Linked DNA regions of Mus musculus: region 1 is linked to region 2. Evidence: chromatin contacts called from public HiChIP or PLAC-seq data. All regions are on one chromosome and are shown on one strand. Each heading gives the region's core, a stretch centred on a gene start, on an enhancer-like site or on the middle of the called end of the contact. The rest is flanking DNA. Distances are from core to core; before and after follow the strand shown. Region 1 has its middle 20 kb from the start of Gm41031. Region 2 has its middle 8.7 kb from the start of Gm33390.

What was found. HiChIP or PLAC-seq counts read pairs in DNA pulled down with a chosen protein or histone mark.
Region 1: a contact with region 2 is called in an H3K27ac HiChIP or PLAC-seq map of embryonic stem cells, with 3 times the contacts expected there. The contact joins two enhancer-like sites. A contact is called at or near these places in 3 of 39 promoter capture datasets (cranial neural crest, maxillary cranial neural crest and second pharyngeal arch cranial neural crest), 1 of 484 Hi-C or Micro-C datasets (bone marrow-derived macrophages), 3 of 115 datasets of contacts at active chromatin or transcription factors (cardiomyocytes, embryonic basal ganglia and embryonic stem cells) and 1 of 9 other capture datasets (embryonic stem cells).

Annotation. Positions count from the first base shown.
Region 1 is chr13:97,843,793-97,849,237 of GRCm38.p6, reverse strand. No RefSeq gene overlaps it. Among named protein-coding and RNA genes, the nearest start is that of Gm41031, 20 kb to the right of the region's middle. Within about 2 kb of position 3,832, at least 6 of the 459 cell types and tissues checked have an H3K27ac peak or open chromatin away from gene starts, as enhancers often do. A contact at or near this core is called in embryonic stem cells, where this site is marked.
Region 2 is chr13:97,287,227-97,293,567 of GRCm38.p6, reverse strand. No RefSeq gene overlaps it. Among named protein-coding and RNA genes, the nearest start is that of Gm33390, 8.7 kb to the left of the region's middle. Within about 2 kb of position 1,342, at least 52 of the 459 cell types and tissues checked have an H3K27ac peak or open chromatin away from gene starts, as enhancers often do. A contact at or near this core is called in embryonic stem cells, where this site is marked.

The DNA.
Region 1 (5,445 bases), core at 2,583-5,082, 550 kb before region 2:
ACGCACTACGCAGGGCGGGGACTCCGCATAGGGCGGGAGTGCACCTGGTAGCCGATTGCCCTGAGGCCAATTAGCAAACTGGCCTTCGCCAGCCGCTTTTGGCTTTTTCCTTAAATGACTAGTTAGCACTTTACTTGGCGGCTGGTATCCTTTTCTTTCATAATGAGCCGCTTTTTTCTCCCAGTCTGTTTCTTCAGAGCACAGGCTCCTTCTCCTAGAGACCTCCGCTAATCGATCTTTTTTCTTTTCTTTTTTCTTTTTCTTCCTTCTAATCTCTCCCCAGGTATTCCTACCTGACCTTAACTTTTCCTCGGGTTCAAGACCCTTGGAAAGGCCTGTATACTTACCGTTTCTCCTTGCTCCTACTCTCTCTCCCCGCTTTACTTCTGATAGACTGTCCTGAATTTCCTCTAGAATTTTCAGCCCTATCTTAAGCACTATATAACATGTGAAAAGGAACAAAAGGGCTTCTAACACTAGAAAAAATTTAAGGCCAAACATAACTTGTAAAGCCATTTTCCACTTTACTTCTGATAGACTGTCTTGAATTTCCTTAGAAAGTTCAAGATCAGACTTACCTCGTTCCCCAGCTGAAAAGTTCTGAATTCATACAGTTGAATCCTTCTTAACAGTCTGCTTTACGGGAACCTTTATCACCGTCGTTCCCCAGCTGATGAGTTCTGAATTCGGCAGTTGAATCCTTCTCAACAGTCTGTGTTACGGGAACCTTATAACCTTGATTCGCAGTTCTGGTTCTGGAATGAAGTATCCCTCCTGCGCCAGTCCGGAGTTTTTTCTCGTCCCGGGTTTCGGCACCAATTGTTATTAGACGCGTTCTCACGACCGGCCAGGAAGAACACAACAACCAGAATCTTCCACGGCAAAGCTTTATTGCTTATATCTTTATCGGGCCAGAGTGTAAGAAGCAAGAGAGGGAAGCAAGAGAGAGCAAGAAGCAAGAGAGAGAAGCAAGAGAGAGAGAAAAACGAAACCCCTTCTAATTTAAAGAGAACAACCATTGCCTAGGGCGCATCACTCCCTGATTGGCTGCAGCCCATGGCCGAGCTGACGTTCACGGGAAAAACAGAGTACAAGTAGTCGTAAATACCCTTGGCACATGCGTAGATTATTTGTTTACCAACTTAGAACACAGGATGTCAGCGCCATCTTGTGACGGCGAATGTGGGGGCGGCTTCCCACAGACTATTCCCATATTCAAGGCAGAGTTTTCCTCTCTGGTCCAATGTCCTTGCAACTCAGAAAGAGAGCACACTCCCTGTACAGAGATCTGCCGGTGACTGTTTCACAGGGCCGAGCTTAGTTATGAGAGAGTTGCTTCAGTGTTTAAGACAGGGCTAGTCCCACATTCCCACTAATAATAACTTCTTCGCTCAGTCACTTCCCTTCTGTGATGGAGTTCAAAGTGCTTGCAGGAACTGCCTAATTAGACCACATTATGTTAGTGAGTCTGAGTGATGTGCTGCCGTATGATTAGCCCCATTTGACAGGGAAGGAATGCTGGGAACCTTGAGCATGGGAAAGCTGTAGGAGCTGCGAATCTGCCCCAAGACCTCATTCAAGCTGCTTGGCAGGGCCTTCCTTGCCTGTCCTTATTTCACCCCTCCCGCCAAGGCTACTTCCTGAGGCCTCACCTTTCTGCAAACTTTCTTTCCCTAACAATGCGTATGTTGTATGTCATTACTCTCAGCCTGATTCGCGTCATTGTTTTCTAGGTAGGTGTTTGGGGGACACTTTGATTGATGACCAGTTAGTATTTCAATTATCTTTTGCCCTTCAGGTAGGGGATGAAAGCTCCTTACGCCAAGGACTTGTGTTCTGCACTTCCTGTTTATCCCAAATTGCGCTTGCATAAGACAGATGCATCAGGGCAGGGGTGGACATGGCTTTCATTTCATAAAATGTTAGATGGATCTTTCCTGATCATTTAGATGGCACCATCAATGATTAATAATTCACACCCAGAATGTGATCCTGGAAGGGACACCAGTCAACAATCACCATGGTAACTGATCACCTACGGCATTCTGTTATGTTGTATGGAAGATGCCAAAAAGGGCAAAATCCTGTTTCAAGAACCTCCAGTCTCCTGGCCTGGGTAGTAAAAGGATGCTCTTACAAAATACCAAGTACTGGGTTGCTTATGAACCACAGACATTTATTCATACAGTTCTAGAGGCTGGGAAACCTAAGACAAAGAGATCAACAAAGTTGGTGTCTAGTGAGGGCAGAATTCTCATAGATTGAATCTTCTTTTGTGGTGTGAGGTGCTAATGCGATCCTACAAATTTCTCTTAGGACAATAATTCTACTAGTGAGGGTAGGATATATCACCTTCCAAGAGGCACAAATCTCAATTCTGTTGAATAGAAAATCAATGTCAACAAATGGATTTTGAGGTGGAACAGTACTCAGACCATAGCACTCATAGAAGAGAGAAGGGCACAGGGTGGAGTGGTGGGAGGCATGGGACCTGCAGCAGAGGAATGTGGCTTGGAGTCTCTGGCCTGCCACTCATGGGTGGCCTTGAGCAGATGGTTTTAGTTCTCCAATATTCAGATTTTTTTTTTAAAATCTAAATGTTGATAGTGTAGAGGTTATAGGTGACATGATATCTACAAAAGCACTTAGCACAACAGCTCATACGGAGCCAAGGATTAATAAATAGATTTTTGAACATTATTATTATGAGGCTTAGCAATTCTAAAACAACAAAGCAAAGGACGTTTACAGAAGTTCAAAGAATGGTTGGTAAATGTCATGAAGGGGAGATCTGCAATTGGCATGGAAAGACAGCTGAGGATCACGGTTCTGAGAAGTCAGAAGGTTGGAGGAAGTCTAGGGAGGACAAGAACCAAGCTCAGGGGACAGGCAGGGACACCAGGCTGGGCAGGCTGATGTGAAAGATTTCCTGGAATAATGCTGACAGTCATAAGGAAAGCGTGAACAAGGCTCCTACTGTGGAGAGGGCGAGTGCTCTCTTCAGTAATAGGATGAGACAAGAAAGGATGCTTTAAAAATTAGTAACCAACGTTCTAAGACAAATTGCAAAATAAGTGCAAGCAATCAGAGGCCACAGGTCAGCATTGCTGCAGATGGGCCCGCTGATATGCCCCTGGTGGAAGGCAGCTTGGCTTTCCGGAGAGCACTTTGATTGCAATTGATAACAATCATTAATTTCTCTTCAAAGTACTGATCCTGGAGCACATTCATTTATAATCAAAGAGGCATAAAGAATTATGTGCATTAAACAACCCCAAACACTTGGATACAACTCAAATGTTCACTGATGATGGAATTCTGGAATATTCTAAGCACCAATACGCCCATATTGTGGGTTTTTTTTTTCAGCATTTCAATATACTGAGGTAAATTTACATGGCTGATGTGGTACTATATGTAAAAGAAGTTGGTTGGTGAGAAGTTGAGAGTTGGCAAAAGTTGTAACAGTAAATTTGAGAACTCTATGTGTGTTTCCTAATGCACAGCAAAAGATCAGGAAGAAGACAAATCTAACTTTTCATGGTTGTCTCTGGAAAGAGGGAAATGGGGAGGAAGGTGTTCATACCTGGTAGGAAATAGGCCCAAACCATGAATAAAATATTTTCAAAGGAGACATTCAAATTATTAGAAGGAAAAAAAAAAAAAAAAGACCCACCAGTTAAAAGAAATGGAAACACATAACACATACAAATTTTTTACTTGCTAGACTGAATAGATTTTTCTTTTAAACAAAGACAGCGATGCCTGTATTGGGTCGAAGTTAGTACTTGTTAGCACAGTCTGGAGGAGGGTGTTTTAAGGAACAATTTGCAGCAAGCATCACACCCTGCCTCAGCAAATTTACTCTCAGGAATATCTCCTAAGGAAATGTGCCAGCTTAGTCCTCTCTCACCCACTTCAACGGTGCTTACAGTGGGAAAACAATACAATACAGAAGAACCCCAAAGAAACCAAAGTAGCAGCCCAAACCCACAAGCAAACGCCCAGCCCTGCTCTAGAAGTCTGTTTGAAAGGATGGTAGAGGCACACACAGATGCCAAGCAGCCATTCAGAAGGGTGGGGTGCTCCGCTTACTGACCTGGAAGCACACCAGCAAACGCATTCGAGGAGAAAGATACTGGAGAACAACCACAACGAACGCTCTGTTTTGAAGATACCTGTGTAGATAAGAGGAGTTCTGGGAGCTTGACCGCCAAGTGATGTGTCTAGGTTCCTTCATTCTGCTCGCTTTTATTTGCTCAGTCTTCTAGATCAAACACGGGTCACTAGGAGAAATAAACTGAATGCTCTAAAATGTTGAGAGAATTCATCGTAGGAGCAATAGACGAAGGTTACTTCCAGTTTTGCCATGATCCGGAGAGAGTGAAGATGACTTAGATCCACTCAGGGTGTCTATGTCTCACTGCGTATTAGAAGCATCTAGGCTGGCACCAAAATACAGAGGAGACCTTTCTGGGCAGGGTGTTTGTTGGTGCTGGTCTATTGTATCTGCTGGCACGTGGCAGATACACTGAACACTGGTAACCAGACATGGGCTCAGCACTCTAGGGACCAGAGTGGACTGTGGAGAGAAAGCTGTTTGGGGTTCAGATTGTGTTTCAAGAGTGAGATTTCTAAAAACAAACAAAAAATGAGAACAGTTTAACATTCTGTCCTACTTACCATGAACTCAAAACCTGACATACCCTGTAATCATCTGAAAAAGAGTCTCAGTTGAGTAACCATCTTTTATCAGATTCGTCTGTGGGCCTGTCTGTGAGGGATTGTCCTGAGTGTCTTAATTGACAGAGGGGGGCGCCCACCCACTGTGAGTCATCGTGGTCTTTCCCCTCCACGGTGGTCCAGCCAGGGCTGTGTAAGAAAGCTGGTCAAGAATGAGCCAGGATGTCAGACAACAGGTAGTGTTTCTCCATTTTTTTCTGATCTAGATTCTTGCCTTGAGTTCCTGTTCTAACTTCCTTGGTGATGACCTATGTCCTCTCCTCTCCAAGTCACTTCTGCTCGGAGTATTCTATCACAGCAATAGAAAGGAAACTAAATACAGTCCCATGGAGTTGACTTTGGTGAGCTTTCCTTCAGCATGTATAGCTCTCAAGCCCAAAGTGCTTCGCTGAGCAGGAGAATGATGGCGTCTGTGGCTACATTGCTCAAATGGAGGCACTTCTAGCATATTCTGAATGCTGAGATGCTACAGGAGAAAGCAACCCATCTCCTCAAAGCCCCAGGGGTGAGTTAGTGCTTGGGAGCACTGCCTAGGCAGCCAGTTATAACACTACAAAGAAAGGATGGCATTTCCCACTTGAGTGAGCAGAATGGTGATTTCTACTGTGACTGTGGCGGTTTTCATGAGAATGGTCCCTGCAGGCTCATTTGTTTGAATACCTGGTCCCCAGTTGGTGTAACTGTTTGGGAAGGACTAGGAGG
Region 2 (6,341 bases), core at 93-2,592:
GTAGATGTCATAGCTGGTCTCCATCTGGATTCTGACTCCTGTAGGAGACTGAGATACAACCTGCTTCTGTTTCTGTTACTATGCATGTGTCCCTATTTCAATGTATTTCAGTGTCACTTGGCCACTTCCCGCCGAACTCAGCGACCAGTCAGATTATGACACACAAGTTTGTTCCCATTTAAAATAATACATTAGTTCTATTCCCCCCACCTCCAGATCCTCTTCAGATCTCCCAATATACCTAACATTTCTTTGGTTTACATAAAAGCCCTATCTAATTTGCTCCCTAGGGGAGACCTACCACAATAGTAAAGTTGCACATTTCCACAGGGATTTACCCTAAACTGTTAATGAGTTGTGACTTCCCTGTCTGTACAGGCAGACAAAGCTGCTGCACCCCAAGCAGGTAGACAGAATTTGAACCAGATGGTTCAAGGCAGGGAAATGGGCTTAGCAGATCATTCCCAACACCTCCGTGTGTTGACTGAAATCCGTAAGGGGATGGCAAAACACCACCCTTATTTTCTCAACAAACTGTGCACCTTATTGAATATTAAACAGAAAGCTGAACAGAGGAGAGCTGGCTCTGGGTTTTCTTTCCTTGTCATTAGAACCATAAACTTGGCTGCTAGTTTCAACGAATCAATGGGGTGTGTGTGTATGGAGAGAGAGAGAGAGAGAGAGAGAGAGAGAGAGAGAGAGAGAGAGAGAGCTAATCTCATATCACTGAAGGACTTTCCGGTAATCCCACTACTACACATTGAATAAATCAGAAGTGGCAAGGGTGTGTGTCATTTCCATGAGTTCCTATATGGGAAGCAAATCCCCTTTTGCCCGATTTTCCAGTTTCAACAATAAATTACCCCAGCCTCTGATCCTCACTGTGAAGCCAGCGCCATTAAAAGCAGCGCGAATGCAAATTGAGGCGTTTCCCAGCTCTCAACACCCCACCCCTCACCCCCGACAGCCAGTTTAATTAAAGCCAAATTTGGTTGCGGAGTAAACAGGTATTTACAGATCAGGGGGAAAAAATCTGGTTCCGGTAATTAAAAGGATTTTGTAAATCTTGTCCTCTGTGTTAGAACACTTGGGTTTTAATAGTTAATTAAAGATGTCTTAATCATCCTTTGAGAGAAATTTGAAAAAGAAAAGATTAGGGACCAGCCACAAAGACACCACTGAAGTTCTGAAATTCCTGTCTGAGGAACCAGGGTCTCTCTTTACCTCATTGGCACGTAGACTTTGTCTTTCCTTTTCTTTGAACAAAAGGGTAGTCCTGTGCGCTCACAGCTGCTCCACAAGCCCCGGCCAGCTTGCGAGTCACCCACACACCACTGCCCTTGGAGCTAAGGGCACAGATGTCTGGTTCCTATGGCTTCCCAAGCTGTGACTGAAGACAAAGTCAAACTCGTTGGGCAGGCAAACAGACAGATGGACAGATGGAGAGACAGATGGGGCTTGTGTGTGTGTGTGTGTGTGTGTGTGTGTGTGTGTGTGTGTGTATGTGTACATATGCACGCGCGCACACACACACACACACACACACACACACATTAACTTAAGCAAGTGTCTTTCCTATCCAATGGTTTTTGATTTGGTTTGGTTTAGTTTTATTTTGTTGTTGTTTTTTAAGGTAACATAATGAACCAATTGACAGATCAGCACCCCTGTGCTAGGTACTGGAAGGGGACACCAGAGACTATATATCAGAGCACTCCTTGCTCAGGACTGGAATTTAAGACAAACACTTTGTGGCTAATGGTGCTACAAACCCTCCCACCCCCATAACACACACACACACACACACACACACACGCACGCACGCACGCACGCACGCACGCACGCACGCACGCGCACTCACGCACACGCACATAGAAAAGACACACAGGAGAGGACAACCCAGGGCCATGTAATACTGCAGGACAGGGACACACCATACATCCCAACTCTGTCTTCCCCTTGAGAGTGAGTCCAGCTGGCTTTGGCTGGAGAGGAGAAGCAGACGTCTGGAGAACAGTAATTCCAGACAGTGAACAGGACACACAGCAGGAAAAATCGATGCCTGCCTTTAGGAGTCTGTGGCTCCAGCGGCCAGAGCCCAGGGCTTGGCAAGAGTGAGATCTAGCGAGAAAGCCTGGCCTGGTCAGCCAAGGCTACCTATGGCTGGGCTGTGACCAGATAGCCCAAGTGCTGAGCTGCAAGGCCACTCCTGTTGTGTCTGACAAAGTGTGACAGGAAGAAGCACCTCAGCCGGCCCTGCCAAAGTGTCCCCGGAGGAATCAGTCACGCTACAGACCTAACATAAGGAAGGTTTATTAGTGAGATGGGAAGGGGACCTGCAAAAGGGGTAGAGGCAGAGGAAGGAAGGGGGACAGAGAAGAATAGACAGAGGAATGAGGAAGGACCAAAGAGGAAGAGGCCGGCAGGGACGCATGAGGTTAGAGGAAGAGAGAGGTAAGGGAGGGAGGAAGAGAGGGAGGGAGGGAGGGAGGGAGGGAGGGAGGGAGGGAGGAAGGGAAGGAGAGGTGTGAGAGAGAGAGGGAGACACAGAGGTCTCCAGTGGTCTTCTTATAAGCCTGGCTCCTGTCTCATACCTGGAGGGTGGAGACACAAGCTGTTGCTAGGTAACGGTTGGGCAGAGCCTAGAGGAATTGCTAACAGCTCCCCTAGGGCTTCTGTATGGACGTCTGTGCCTGGAAAGATTCACACTAAGTTGGCCATTTCTTCATGATGATGAACTGCCAGATCCTCAACTTCTATATAGCCAATTTTTCTAAAAAATTTTCCTAATGGGCCAGCAAGATGCCTTGGTAAATCAAGGCACTTGCCAGGCAAGCTTGGTGACCTGACTTGGACACCTGGAACCCATGTAATGAAGGAAGGAGAGAACAAACTCGACAGAGCCATCTTCTGATCTTCACGCAAAGGCCATAAGACACTCAGACCCTCTACCATTACGTCTGTCCACAACAGCAATGACAAAGAAGTAAAAATGTAAACACACCATAGAACTTCAAGATGACAAAAACTACACTTTAAAACAGAAAGCCACAGCCTGTTCTCAAAGGTCCTTAAGCCCGACTCTCCCCATCTGCCCCATTACCTGGCTTTCTTACTGTGAGGTGGAAGCTCTGGAGGTAAAACTAATTAGTGACATTTAAATGCAGTCACCAGCGCTTTATAGTTAACACTCTAGGTTGAAATTCTATTTGAAAAAAAAATTTTTTTTTTTTACTCAAAAAAATGTTTCACAGAGTATTTCAGTTATTGTCAGTTCTTGCTCTATCTCAAGTTATAATGTTTGGTTATAATGTCAAGTTATAATATTGTCTAACGAACAAGAAAAAAGTAAACTTTAAACCTGTATCTAAGATGCACTAAGGCCCAAGTTAAAACTCCAACACTGAACACCAAGCCTATAGCCCCGTCACACTCAATGGGAGCACAATCAGGAGGCTGAAGTCCCCCTTAGCTACATTGAGTTTGAAGCTAGCCTAGGATGTATTAGACCCTTAAAGGAGGATGCAGTTTGCCTGGGACATCTGTAGGGATCTGTCAGTGAGATAAAATGGAGAGGAAGGGACGGGTATGGCTTCTGTGGTTGAACTTGATATTCAACAAGGAGAGGGGTCCTTTAATATGCTAACAACACTGAGACTCTCAAGAAAGTATTCGCTATTCGTAAATTGTGATCATAGAAGGCACCACCAAGGGATAATTTGAAATTGTTTATTCCTCCTCTTAATTATCTTATCACCACCATCCCCTAAAAGTGAAAAATATGAGTTTCAGGTCTAGCCTGGTCATGTAGGCTCACCAGTAATTTGGACACAATTGCTGACAAAAATGTCTTCTGAGAATAAAGTTCTAGAATGGCACTTCAGATTCACTCTGACCATCCTAATGAACACAGAAGAAAATCCTTGAAAAGAAGATGGCATCAGACTCATGAAGTGTCTCTTCATTTTCTTCAGAATATCCATCTGTGGCTGGGCATTGATAGAGAATGCCTTTAATCCCAATACTCAAAATGCAGAGAATGATTGAGCTCTGTGAGTTCAAAGCCACCCTAGTGTGCAGAGTGAGTTCCAGGACAGCCAGAACTGTGTAGAAAGAACCTGTCTCAAACAAAACAAAATAAAACAAAACAAACATAAAAACCAAACAAAAACAAAACAGAATATACATCTGTGCAAAGCAGATACTTTCTTGCAGAAGTGTTTGTAACTTGTTTCTGTTCTCAACTTCATTTTGTATAAATGTGCACAGCTGCTGTTCACAGACTACAAAGATCATCAGATCTGAGCCTTACAGTCTTCATGGCACCAAGTGTACAGAGGACAGAAGTCACCTGTCCAGAAACATGAACTGGAAGTTGAGACAAACCCTGTAACAAAGACCTTCATGGTATATCATGAAATCATGCTATGGAGTCCTACGCACCGTGTGTATGTCACTGGTATGACTTCTCAATTGATAGAGAATATTTACAAGTGTTGTCTTTTCCCTTGTCGTGTGTGAGTGTAAATGTGTGTGTACATGTATGAGGGTATGTGTCACTGTGTGTGTGTGTATGTCTGTGTGTGTTTGTATATGTGTGTGAATGTATGTGTATATTCGGGTACACATGCATATGAAAACCAGGGTCATTCTTTGGGCTCTATCTATGCTAGTTTTTAAGTTAGGATCTCACTCACCAAGAAGGCTGGCTGACCAGTGAGCCACGGGGACCTACTAGGATTTCATGCGTGCCACCACACCTGACTTATTAAAACATGGGGTCTGAGGCTCACACACGGGTCCTGAAAGCCTTTTTCCAACTGAATTGTCTACATTTTCTATCTTTGCCCTTCCTAAACCAGACCCTAAAAGTATACTTGATTGTGCATACAGTACTCTTACGTGCTTCTAATTTAGTCAGTTGGGGCAAGGGGAGATGTTTCAATTCTAAAATTAAAATGTATTTGATACCAGATTACCAAGGTAACCTGTTGGCAGATTGAACCTCTGGCTCTTCCACCCTGTATTTTACCTTTGATGAGACATGTCATTGCTCAAAACAGGAGGACCATCTGGCGAGAACTGATGAAGGCCAAGAAAAACTCTGGGGTCCTTAAAAACCTTGCTATTCAGCCTGGCAGTGGTGGCGCACGCCTTTAATCCCAGCACTTGTGAGGCAGAGGCAGGTGGATTTCTGAGTTCGAGGCCAGCCTGGTCTACATAGTGAGTTCCAGGACAGCCAGGGCTACACAGAGAAACCCTGTCTTGAAAAACCAAAAAACAAAAAACAAAAAAAAAAACAAAACCCTTGCTACTCAGTATGGAGCACTGCTGAATGCTACTGAAATGAGCTTCTCCAGCACAAATGCCCTTCAGCCCCTCCTACCTCCCTGTCTCTGCCCTCTCTCCTCTCTGAAACGATGAGTGATTCTGACACGGCCTTCCATTGCCCCAAGAGTAGAGGATTTGGAAAGTGGTCCTTTGCTGGTACATGAACGCATCATTTAGAAATGAACTAGGATTCCTTTTGCCAAACGCAAGGCCACAGCCTAGAAGCTTCCTTTGTTGTAGCTCATGTGGCATTAGTTTGCAGCTACACAGTTTCCAAGCCACTGTCTCTTGTCTTGACCTGGGCTTTCTCAAGGGCATTCATGCACTGTGTACGTCTTAACTCCTTAGTTCTCATGGCCAGCGTAGAGAGTGACATGAGACAGACCCTCACAGTAAATGCTTGCTAAGTGTCTGAGTGAAATGCTGAATGAACGAATTCAAGACCCGGATTTGTCTTTTGGATGCAGAGGCTTGACAGTCAGAGAAACATGTTAACAGTACCTGTTGGTTGCCATGACTGATCTGACAGCATCATCGACAGCTCCTGCATTTTCTACATACTAAACTCTCTGTCAGATGATGATGATGGTGGTGGTGGTGATGATGATGATGGCGGCTAAGTTTTCCCACTATTTTTCTTTTCTGCTGTTTTAAAAACCAAACAGTAGAAGATGGGAGGTAACCCAGTGAGTCAAGTGCCCACTGTGTAACACTGACCTGAGTTCAGAATTTCAGCACCTACATAAAAGCTGGGGTGGTACTATACCTGTAACCCCCATTTCTGGAGAGGCAAAAACAGGCAGCCCCCCGAACTTGCTGGCTCGGTACTCTAGTGGAAATTGTGAGCTTCAGGTTCAATGAGAGATCTTGTCTTGAAAAATAAGGTAGAAAAACAACAGAGGAAGACACCCCCCAAAAAACCACTAGCCTCTACACATGCAAACACACACACACACACACACACACACACACGCACACCACACACCAATACTTCCTGCCTTTACTCTCTC